Linked DNA regions of Mus musculus: region 2 is linked to region 1. The links are chromatin contacts, called in public promoter capture Hi-C maps. All regions are on one chromosome and are shown on one strand. The core of a region is the stretch at or near the end of the contact, and the rest is flanking DNA. Distances in the headings are between cores, read along the strand shown. Region 1 overlaps Zc3h11a (zinc finger CCCH type containing 11A). Region 2 holds the start of Adora1 (adenosine A1 receptor).

Region 1 (6,053 bases), core at 754-3,253:
CAGTTTCTTCACTTCTGGATTGAGTTTTCTTTTCTTAATGTTGGTCCTCTTCACATCACCTCAAGGTTTAGACTTGTGAAGGAACAAGTCTGATGAGGATAATAGTCTTGAAAGGAGACACTGTACAGAATTGGAAGAAGGAAAGAAAAGACTTGTTCATTGTGATACTTTCTGTAGGTGGCCAGTTTGTTTCTCATAGGGAAATCCTGGACCACCTGTCATGTTGGCTCCTAAGGAACTGCTGTTGTAAGCGGCTCATCAAGAGTTGAAGTTCATGTAGCCTTGTTGGGAATATGGAAAAGGAAGAAAGCCACAGGACTGCCAGTTCAGTCTGGGAAGATCTGGATGATTCTGCACATGCAAAAATGACTTGAAGTTTCTGTATAGACGCTTGTACCGATCCATCTTCAGCTGACTGAATGTTGTATGATAGCCCTTCTCCAAAGCAGAGGTGGAAGGTTCTGGTTTCACCACACATTTTATAAACACATCTCCTGTTTTGAATTGGCCTATAGGTTGTAGGCCTCTTTTGTATATAACCTCTATTATTTTGCTTTAAAAAAAAAAAAAGGTCTGTTCATATTTAATGCCCTGTATTAGTCAATGATTTGTGTTCAACATTATTTGAACCATTTGCCATTAACGAAAGAGAAATACTTATTTGTGTTTTAAATAAAACTGATATAGGAAATCCTTAGTTCTTATCATTATAACTCAAGTGATGCTATTGTTTTAAAGGAGGGCAGATCTAAAAGTGATCTTAATATCCAATGATTGAGAATTTTCAAGCATGATGATGAAAGAAAATATTTAGGAGAGTACAGGGTTTTTCAGTGTGTATGTTGACTTCTTACTGTTACAAAAACACATTAATTGTTAGCAGCCAGAGAACAGAAGTTTCTACCTAATAGTAGCCTAATAGTCCCCAGACTGAGGCTGTAGCTTAGCAGTGGCCCACTTGCCTGCTCCATGTGAGGCCTCTGTCCAACCTGAGCTGTCTTTCCCCCAGAGTCTATCAAGTTGGACATTTTTCATACACATCTTAACGGTAGTGGACCAGATGTTGCAGCTTGGCTCTGCTCAAAAGTATGGGGATAGTTTTAGTTTACAAGTTTTCAAGATTAGGCCAGATGTGGTGGCACATACCAAAGGCAGACGGAGCTCTGAGTTCTAGGCCAAAAAAGAAAAAGACTACAATCAGTGAGGTTCTGACCTTAACAGTTGACTCTCATGGCTACATGTGCGTTCTCATCCCTGCCAGTCTCACAAGCTCCCATAGGGAGAAGCTAAAGTTTAGTAACTACAGTTTACACTGGAAGCTTGAGTTACTTGGATCAGACTCCTGTGATCCTGCTCTGAAGCTAATGCTTCATTTTGTCTGAATAATTCTGTGGCTTTTAACATGTGATGCCCTTGAATTTGGCAGTTAACAGCAGAAAGTGCATGGGCTCCGATGTGAATGCTTAGTAGATAAAACTAAGGTTAAATGTTCCTGGGGACCCATTCTTAAGCTAAAGCTACAGAGAAAGGTTACTGCTAGCTTTCAAGGCCATCTGCTCAAACGCAACGATTTGTAGACCGTCTTGTGTAGCTCAGGCCGACCTTAAGCTTTCCTGATTCTCCTGCCTCTACCACCCAAGTGCTTAGATGGAAGACATGAACCAGGTCAGGTTCATGTGCTAGAGACTAAACCCAGAGTGTGGTGCTAAGCTGCATCCCAAACCCTGCAGTTGACTTTTAGTTTGCAAAGTGATGTCAAGGGCTATGGGGGCTGGAGAGATGGCTCAGTTGATAAAGGCATTTGCCTTACATTCCTGGCAACCAGCATCTAATAAGACAACCAACTCTCCAACACTGCCCTCTGACTTCCTATGCTTAGGCCATGTCATGCCCCCCCAAAATAAGTTTCTAAAAATTAAAAAGAAGAGAGGTTAGAGCCAGTGACTCAGCTCGAGGACTGTCAGGCCTGGTGGCCTGAGTTGAACCCTCCAGGCGCATGCAGAGAGAGAACTGACTGCTGCATGTTGGCCTCGTCATGCGTGTGGCACATGGACACACCCATAAACACACAAATGTAACTGGTAAACAGTCGAAGGGCCAAAGTACAAAGGACTCACTCTCTCTACCGTTTTCTTAACACACAGTAAATCGACCAAAGCATGCAGAGACTCTGGAACGGCAGTCTAGGGTTTTATGATTTTGTTGTTTTGTTTTTTATGAAAAGTTTAACAAGTTTTACTGAATAGGTCTATTATTATTATTATTCAGTATTTGGTTGGACTTAATTCCTAAAATGAAGTGTGACAGTGAGTTAAAGCAATATCTCCTCTGTCCTTTTTAAAAATCTCTTACTTTGTTCTCATTGCAGTGAAACAACAGTCCACTTTCCTGACACTGGCTTGCTGTCAAGGGAGCTGGAGGAGTTGGTTTCTTTAAAGGTGCTGTGTGTATAAGATAAGGAACTAAACAGATTAGGGAAACATTGAACGAGAAAGTAGTGTTGGAAGGCGAGGGAAACCCTACCTCATGGGCCAGCCACTGCAAGCTCTCATTGGTCTGTCTTTTAGAAAGGCTACCAGGAGGAAAAGATAACTTATGTTGGCATTGACTGCCATAAGGATTTTGGAGTCCCACCCTTGGAGACACAAAGAAGAATTTTGAACTTACATTGTAATTAGATTATCTTGGTCACTAGGGATGGGTGAGTTCTAGGTCAGATTCCTGCTCCTGAAGTCCTTAAACAATTGTGAGGGATGTGAATGGCACTTGTGTGAGGATGCCTGCAGAGGGATCAGGTCACAGGATCCCTTGGAGCTGGAGTGACAGGCAGTTGTGAGCTGCCTGCCGCAGGTGCTAAGGACTGAGCTCAAGGTCCTGGAAGAGCAAGTGCCCGCAGGAAATACTGTAAAACAGGAACAGCCAGCGGAATTGCTCGCGCCTGTAAGCCCAACACTAGGGAGACAGGAGGATAGTTCAAGGGCAGCCTGTTTTTCAGAAAATTTCAGAGAATTTCAGAAAAACAAGAGTAAAGAGGAGTGGAGTAGTACTTTGGTTTTGGTAGTTTCTGAGACAAGGTTTCACTACATAGCCTTGAGTAGCCCAAGACTTGCTTTGTAGCTCAGGCTGACCTGGCCTCTTAGGGATTTGCTTGCTTCTTTAATCCTAGGATCAAAGGTGTACGCCATCATGCCCAGTTTAACAGAAATTTTAAGTAGATAATGAGCTGGAATCTTTTTTTTTCTCTTTTTTTTTTAATTAGGTATTTTCCTCGTTTAATGAGCTGGAATCTTAGTAGCTTTTTCTGTTCATGTCTTACTGTACTTTTTGAAGAGAGCTCATATGGCCTTATACTTCTTAATCCTCTTGCGTCTGACTTTCAAATGCTGGGATTACAGGTCTACATTACCATTGGTTTATGTAGTACTGGAGATTAAACCCAGGGCTTTGAACATATTAGAAAAACACTCCCAGCACTTCATCTTCAACAGGTGATCTAAGCCATAGAGTAAGGGTCTTGCTAATGCCTCAACTCTAAAACATGTCTTTTGCCCTCTGAATATTTTTGTTTGTTTGTTTGTTTGTTTGTTTGTTTATTGGCACAGGATCTCTACATAGCCCTGACCTGGAATTCACTGTAGACCAGACTGTCTCGAGTTCTGCCTGCTTCTACCTCAATGCTAGGATTAAAGGTATGCACCACTACACCCAGCCCCTTTGTCAAAAAAATTTTTTAATGTATGTATTTTGCTTGCATGTATGTCTGCACCATTTGTATGATGGGTGCCTGTAGATACCAGAAGAGAGTATAAAGATACCCTGAAATGAGTTAACAGATTGTTGTAAGGTACCATGTGGATGCTGGGAACTAAACCTGTAAGTAGAATTAATCCCTCTTAGCTGGGAGCCATCTCTTCAGTCCCTGCCTTCATTGCTTATGTGGCCACCTCCCTAAAAAAGGAAAAAGGCCATGACCGTTGGATTTCTTCCACGAAGCCTCCTTTTCCCTCATATAAGGGACTCACCAGGCATAGGCTTCATTTACCCTGTATTTTAAAGTTATTTACCAGCTGGGCATGGTGGTACACCCCATTAATCCCAGCTGTCCAGGAGGCGGAGGTAGGTGAGTTCAAGGCCAGCCTGGTCTACATAGTAAGCTCCAGACAGCCAGAGCTTGTGTAGAGATCGCGTCTCAATGCCCCACCCACCCCCAAAGAAACTGTTTCCCAGTGATTCGCTCACAGAGCAAAGTGCAAGGTGTAGCTCAGAGGTAGAACGCTTTTCTAGTATGCAGAAGATCTTGGATTGAATCCTCAGCACAAGGTGGGGAGAGAGGGAGAAAAGCTTTGAAGACAGACCTTTTGATTGCCTTTACAGTCTGTGGCTAATATAAATGCTTTAGTCCTCCCAGATATGTCAACATATGCCAAATAGGTCAACGGTTTTCTCAGTCCTTGACAGTAAAAGTCCTGGCCAGATAGATGGCATTTCTAGTGCTCCTTCTGACTATGAGTAGCTGCTACGGTGTCCTTACATGGTTCCTATGGAGAAATGGAGGCCTATGCGCTGTCTTTTGGTTGGTTTTTATTGTTTGTTTCTTTGGGTACTAGGCATGGAACCTAGGACCTCATGTATGGGAGGCAAGTAAGAACCTTGCCCTGACCTACCTCCCCAGCCCCTCTTTCTCTTCTAAGGACACCAGAAATAGGAGGTTAGGTCCCACCCAGACCTCAGTGACCTTAATTATCTCTTCAATAACCCTATCTCAAAATAAAAAGTAGTTGAAAACAAGCTGGGGCTGGAGAGATGGCTTAGCAGTTAAGAGCACCGACTGCTCTTCCAGAGGTCCCTCAGTTCAATTCCCAGCAACCACATGTAGTGGGATCTGATTCCCTCTTCTGGTATGTCTTGAAGAGAGTAATGGTGTACTCATATCCATAAAACAAATAAATCTTTTAAAAAAACAAGAACAAGAACAACAACAAAACCCCAGAAGCTGCCTTATCTACAAATTCCTCTTTCTGAAGTACAAGGGGATAGAGCATCAATAGAGGGAGTGATAAATCAGAAGGAATCCATCTCATAAATGATTCTTGACTCATTTCAAGGCTTGCTCATCTTTGCTGGGCGGCCCCGTCTCTTAATGTCTTTGTCACGATTGCATTAGTCCCGGCCAGCCTTTCAATGCCAGATTCTGGGGGAAACGGAACTTCATCTGAATGGGGAAAGGTCTGAAATCTTTGGGAAGTGGCTGGTTATGGTGATGTATGCCAGTAACCCCAGCAATTAGAAGGTAGAGGCAGGAGGATTAGGAGTTCAGTGCCAGCCTTGGAGCCAGTCCTGGAGGAGGACAGATACTTGAGATACCAGGTCAATAAGATTGAATCAGAATACGCCTCTCGGAGCCGGTGTTCTGCTGGAGCTGGTGCTCTGCCGGAGCCGGTGTTCTGCTGGAGCCTGTGTTCTGCCGGAGCCGGTGCTCTGCTGGAGCCTGTGTTCTGCTGGAGCCTGTGTTCTGCTGGAGCTGGTGCTCTGCTGGCTCTGCTGGAGCCTGTGTTCTGCTGGAGCTGGTGCTCTGCCGAGCTGGTGCTCTGCCGGAGCTGGTGCTCTGCCGGAGCTGGTGTTCTGCTGGAGCCTGTGTTCTGCTGGAGCTGGTGCTCTGCCGGAGCTGGTGCTCTGCTGGAGCTGGTGCTCTGCTGGAGCTGGTGCTCTGCTGGAGCCTGTGTTCTGCTGGAGCCGGTGCTCTGCCGAGCTGGTGCTCCTCAGGCATGCTTTTCAGACCCTGGCAGTGTCATGGAAATCTCAAGATTTACAAGAATATTATGATTAGATATAATCTAAAAGAAAATAAACCAAGGTTTCCATTATTAAATATTGAACTGTGAAATATTAATTCGTATATCAGTAAATACAGTGTGTATAAAATGACATTCTAGAGGCTGGCGAGATGGGTCAATAGCTAAGAGCATTTCTTGCAGAGGACCCAGGTTCAATTCTTGGCACCCACGTCTGCTCACAATATTATCTATTTCCAAGGGAGCCAACGCCCTTTTCTG
Region 2 (5,895 bases), core at 1,060-3,559, 620 kb before region 1:
GCGCTCAAGCCTGGTACCTGTGGGATTTGGTCCCAACATAGCTCCACTATCAGCACGGGGCAGATTTCAGCATTTTGAACTTTGGACTCTCCTTTCCTCCCCTTCTCCCCATTGGCCTGGCACTGCCTGCTTTTTTTTTTTTTTTTAAGTCTATTACATTTTATTTATTTAGTGCATGTGTCTATGTGTGTGGGAGTGCCACAGTGCACATATGGAGGTCAGGAGACAGACAGCCCTTGACAGACAGTTCTCCTCTTCCATATTGTGGAACTTGAGGATTGATCTCAGGTTGTCCGGCTCAGCAATAAACTCATTCACCCAACCTCTACCTTGTTGGCCTCTTGCTTGTCCTTTTATAAGCACTCTGTATCAAACTCTCCTTCAACCAGCCTGTGCGGATCCCATACCTTCTAGGTATCATTCCTGATGGAGCTGCCATCAGACTAGGACTCTGCTGGAGGCAGCGAAATTCGTGTGCGTGTGCTGTGTGTAGGGAGTCAAATGGCCATGGTAGGAGGTTCATCTAGTCAGGGGTCGGGGCATGTGTGAAAAACAGCAATCACGTTTGGCACAGGGTCCATCCAGTCCCTTGGGTCTTCCTGCTCAGCCTTGGTCCTCCCACAGTGTCCTCCTCTCCCTGAGGCCACTGGCTGGCCCCATGGTGAACTTGCCATAGGGCTGACAAGAAGCAAATCAAGACTTAAAAGAGGATCACAGATATAATTCAGCTGCAGAATGCAAGGCTAGCACACAAGAGTCCTGAGTTCCATTCCTCAGCACCAAGCCAACCAACCAACCAACCAACCAACGAAAAACTCACTTTGCCTAACACCGTGCTGGATTGTGTCTATCATTCCAGTATTGGAATGAGACAGCTAAAATGACTGAGTTCGAGGCCAACCTGAGCTACATAGCAAGTCTTTGTCTTAAAAAATTAAAATTAATTATGTGAAAGGCTTTATGCCTTAAAGGCCCTGAGTCAAGGAAAGAAAGAGCCAAGAGGCACAGATGCCATGCAGATCTCAGCCTCATGTCGCATGGTATGGGCAGGGGCAGGATGGCAGCTTGCTCTTAGGAGTAGGGAGGAATGGGAGGTAGGCAGGAAGGATGCCTGTCATGGATGAGCTGATCTTTTGTCATCAAACTCACAGTCCCCTGTTGTCTGAGGGTGGAAGTGGAAGTGAAGCCCTGGGTCTCCTGGAAGTGTCCTCCCCTCATTGGGCTTCTTTCTCTGGAGAAAACCGAATAGCTCCCACCCTTCCTCCCAGCCACCCAGGTTCCAGAGGAAACTGCTCCTTCCTGTGCTCCTGCAGCACACCCCAGCAGAAGTTGCTCTCCCTCCTGTGGGCAGAGCCCTTCTCCTCAGCTGGGATCCAGCAAGGGGGCAGCAGGTTGTAGGGTTTCCCCTAGCCTGACTCACCCAGCTACTGTACAGTGCAGACCCTTGACCAACAAACAGGATTTCTCAGGGTGGGATCTCTCTATAAGGCACTGAGAGGGAAGGCTTGGGGCTGTGCGTGAGCCAGTGATGAAGTGAGGGCCAGGGACACTGTGGGGGAGGGCGAGGTGGGGAGGGCACTGTGGGAAGGGCACTGTGCTGGTGCTTCAGTGTGTTAGTCTTTGGCAAGTTCCTTTCATTTCCCAGCCTGAATCTTTTTCTGGAGCACAAGGGATTGGACTAGATACTGTGTAGTCTTAGGTGCTGGGGCAGAAAGGAGAAGGAGAAGGAGGAGGAGGGGGAGGGGAAGGAGCATAGTAGTGTAACACTGACAGTGGGGGTCATTTCTCTGAGCCTCAGCATCCTCATCTGCAAAATGGAAATTACGAAGAGCCTGAAAAGCACTCTGAGCGATGGATGAGAAAGGGCTATGACTCAGGAGACTGCCTGCAAAGTAACGTGTGTGCGGGAAGCCTGTGCGCTCCTGACAGTGCTGGGACTGCTTTCCTGAAGAGAGTAGGTTTTAAGATTAGGGGAGGCGCCCAGATGCCAATGGTTGGTGGCGGTGGGAGACCAGAGAGGGGCCCTCTTGAGTCCCGCAGGTGATTAGGGCTTGGGCTGTCCGCCTGCTGCATTGAGAAGGGAGGGAGGGAGTAAGGGAAAGAGGGAACACGGGAATCGGCACCTCGGTACTGTCCCTGTCCCGAGGCCGGATCCATACATCACACCATTCGAGACGCTCACGTTTTCCCAGCTTTTCTCACACTGAATCACTTCCTTTGTTTAGAGGAGGGGGTAGGGGAGGAGACGGAGGGCGACGAGGGAGGGGCCCGCGGGTGCCGCCGCCGCCCCCGCCCCCGCCCCCTCCCCCTCCCGGTGTGCGGAGCCCGATTGTCACTCAGCTCCCGCGCCGGGGGCGACGAAGGCGCCGGCGCCAGAGTGGAGTCTCGGCTGGCTACCACCCCTTGGACATAACTGGCTAGCCCTGGGTTCCCCTGGCATCCTCTGAGGGAGCGACTGCCCAAGGTTTTGAGGTCTGGGGATACTTGGCTAGACAGTTCAGGTGGCCAGGCGCTCTGCCAGCTTTGGTGTGACCTTGGGTAAGTCTGTGGCTCAGTTCGTGCATCATGAGTGTGCAGGAAAGGGGTGGATGAAATGACTGGGGTGTCCCCCTTGGGGCAGTCGATGGGTAAGGATTCTGGGCAGAGCTGGAGCTGGACCAGGCTTCTGTTAAGAATCGGGCACCAGCGGCGTCCCAGGTGGGTGGGCACAGGGTAGGCGTGCGCGCACGCGGGGAATGGGAGCCGGTGGACCCGCCAGGTCCTGGGCTTAGTCCCTCAGAATCACGCCTGCCATCCAGTCCCAGGTACGAAACAGGGGCACTACCTCTTTAAAGGCGTCCGGGGCTGAGCCTCTGCCACACCATGTGATTGCTTGAAAGGCCGGGCTGGGAGCGCAGCGGCGGGAGCCTGGAGAACGATGAGCCGATGCGCGCGCGGTGCCCAGAACCCAACCCTGCCCGGCGCGGCTCCGGAAAGCCGCCCGGGGAACTTAGGGCAACGCCTTTGGGACCCCCTACCGGTTGGCAGGCAGGATGGTGAGCTCCTTGCCTCCGGGTCGGCGGACACCTGTGGGCACTGTGGATTCACAGGGGATCCTTGTGGAGTAAGTGTACAGGGAGCCACCTCACACCTGATACAAAAACCAGTGGTGGAGTGAGTGCTGCTATTTTAAGTTGCTGAATGGAACCTCTAAGGACAAGGGGAGGGGACAGAGGTTAAGCAGATAGTGAGCCTGAGTGTCTGGCCAGCTTGGGCAGGCACTGCATCACTTTACTGGGGCACATCTTCGCAGGGCTGCCTATGTCCCCCTCCTTCCCAGGCTGGCATCCCCACCGCAGGCTTCCTGACCACAGGTGCTGGCCTCGCGCCCCAGGGCGCCTGTCTGCTGATGTGCCCAGCTCCTGCCCACCATGCCGCCGTACATCTCGGCCTTCCAGGCTGCCTACATTGGCATCGAGGTGCTCATTGCCTTGGTCTCTGTGCCCGGAAATGTACTGGTGATTTGGGCTGTGAAGGTGAACCAGGCACTTCGCGATGCTACCTTCTGCTTCATCGTATCCCTGGCGGTAGCTGATGTGGCTGTTGGCGCCCTGGTCATCCCACTGGCCATCCTTATCAACATTGGGCCACAGACCTACTTCCACACCTGCCTCATGGTGGCCTGTCCTGTCCTCATCCTCACCCAGAGCTCCATCCTGGCTCTGCTTGCTATTGCTGTGGATCGGTACCTCCGAGTCAAGATCCCTCTCCGGTGAGTTCATAGCAGCCCAAGGTACTCTGTGCAACCCTGTGTGGGGCTTGGGGATGAGCAAGAGAAGATGAAAGTCAGCACACATAAGCCTCCTAGTCAGCCAGGTATTCTCCGGGCATTTGGATCCCAGCCCAAAGTGCCTTCCTGGGCTCTGTATGGGGATGTTCAGCAGAGCTGCAGTGAGAGAAACAGGAGGGGCTGGGTGTCAGAGAATTACCATCCTGACAGTGCCCATGACCTCAGTGCAGGGACCTGGAGCCTCTGCAACCAGAGAGTCTGAGGGAGCAGGTGAGGTCGGGCCTGGAGTGGGACTGGAACATTTGGAAGGGCTGGCAAGACAAGGGACAGCCAGTATAGGCTTGTGAATGATCTGGGTTCCACCGGACTGGGAAAGGAGGAGAGAAAAGCTTCAGGAGAGAGATGAGGACATGCAGAGGGTGGCACACCAGGACCCAGGGTGCTGCTGCTTCTCGGACCAGACCAAGCTGGCTTCCAGAAGGCACTGTTTAGCTCACTTGTTCGGCAAATGTTTCTGTACCAGCCAACTCCACCCTCCGCGCTGTCCTGCTGAGCCCAGAGGGCTAGTTGCCTCTGCCCAGCCTCCCCTGAGGCAGGGAGCAGGCTGGTGTTGCCCTTCCTGTTCTGGCTGTTGCCTGCGGAGATGCTTTTGCTGTTTCTAGGCAGCTCAGGGTGGGAAGCCTAATGGTGACACCCCTCATAGTGGGGGGTCCATCTCCCTTGAGGATCCCTGCCCAGGCCTACCAAGCCATAATCTTGGCACCAGGCACTGCCTGGGTCACCAAATGCCAGCAAGTGCCTGGGCACCCTGCCAGGAACTGGCTCTGCTGGGACACTCTTTTGAGTGTGTTTCCCCCTTCTTTGAATTCTTGTCACCAGTAGGTTCTCTAAGGGTGAGCTTTAGCCATCTTCAGCACCTGCTGTTTTATGCAGCTTCCTCCTTCCCCTATCTGGAACCTGGGGCCTCTGGCCTCCCTTGGCAGTGTGCCTGGGCAGGCCTGGGCACCGGTAGTCCTCCCTTTGGTCACGTTTAAGCACGTTTCACTTTTCCCAGCCTCTTTTCGTGTCACACGCTCCCTCGCTCCCTGTGTCCAGTGTGGGAGGCGGGGCAGGAACTGGAAGAGAGGAAGCAGGCTCAAGGGATCTCCCTGGAGTCAGGTGTGGAGAGCGTTATCCAACCATGTCCTCCCTCTGATTCCTGAGCCTGGAACTCCCCCCCCCCCCCCATGTCAGCCTCTCCCTATCACTCCCAGCCTACCTCCCTCACGGCCCCAAGGTTTCCCAAGGAAGGTGGGGGCACAGGCTGCTGCTGTTCCAGGGGAAAGGAAACAGCCCAGAAGCCTGGCAAGCTCTGTTCCCAGGGCCTTTCACGCTGCCATTAGCCCCGGGCTGCTGGCCTGTACCAGTCAAGCTAGTCTCAGTCCATTAGATGGGCTGGGCCTCAGTGTTCGACCATTACAACAGTGTGGCCACATTAGAAACGCACGCAGATGGGCAGACAGAGGAAGGCTGCTCAAGAAAGTCTTCCTGCTGGGTGGGTGCCAAGGCAAGTTACAGGCCCTGTCCTTCCTACCCGGTGGGCCTGGGACATTGAAGTGACCGAGCTGGTGGGAATTGCAGGCTCATTCGTCCCAGAGACAGCTGAGGCTACTTTGAAGCAAGTGGTGGTGGGGTCAAGGCTCTAAGAGTTGAGGGTGAAACACAAGTTGAATTTAGTGCAGGCCTGGGCGTGAGTGCTTTTATGAATGCCTAGCTGTGTCACCTTGGGAGAGTCACCTAACTTAACCTCTTGAAACTTTAATTTCTTCATCTATAAAAGGGGACAGACATAGTAATATGGCTGCTTGGAGTTCCTGGAAAAATATATAGCAGTGACTATTATTTCTGACATTTATTGTATGCAGACTGTAACTGAGAAGTTTAGCTTCATTATTAATAAATGCCTTGAATTGAGACTGGAAAGGTACAATGTTTCCCCCAACCCAAACACATGTGCTCTTAAATGGACACACACACAACCCCGCCCAAAAAGGTGTAAAGAACTGATAAGTTGTATACGTACAGGATTTCCCTCTCTCCATGGACTGCCAGTTCCTCAAAGGCAGTAACCGGGACAGCAACAACAT

The links. Promoter capture Hi-C pulls out the DNA fragments that hold promoters and counts their contacts.
Region 2: a promoter capture Hi-C map of liver shows a contact between it and region 1, with 5 times the contacts expected there. The contact joins the promoter of Adora1 here to the enhancer-like site in region 1. A contact is called at or near these places in 4 of 39 promoter capture datasets (liver, pre-B cells and stem cell-derived epiblast-like cells).

Annotation. Positions count from the first base shown.
Region 1 is chr1:133,614,506-133,620,558 of GRCm38.p6, reverse strand. It overlaps Zc3h11a (zinc finger CCCH type containing 11A), which reads left to right. Exons shown (of 18, transcript NM_001276767.1): 18 at 1-688. Among named protein-coding and RNA genes, the nearest start is that of Snrpe, 7.3 kb to the right of the region's middle. Within about 2 kb of position 2,003, at least 21 of the 459 cell types and tissues checked have an H3K27ac peak or open chromatin away from gene starts, as enhancers often do. A contact at or near this core is called in liver, where this site is marked.
Region 2 is chr1:134,231,871-134,237,765 of GRCm38.p6, reverse strand. Adora1 (adenosine A1 receptor) reads left to right here and starts at 2,309. Exons shown (of 2, transcript NM_001008533.3): 1 at 2,309-3,751. The coding sequence starts at 3,411.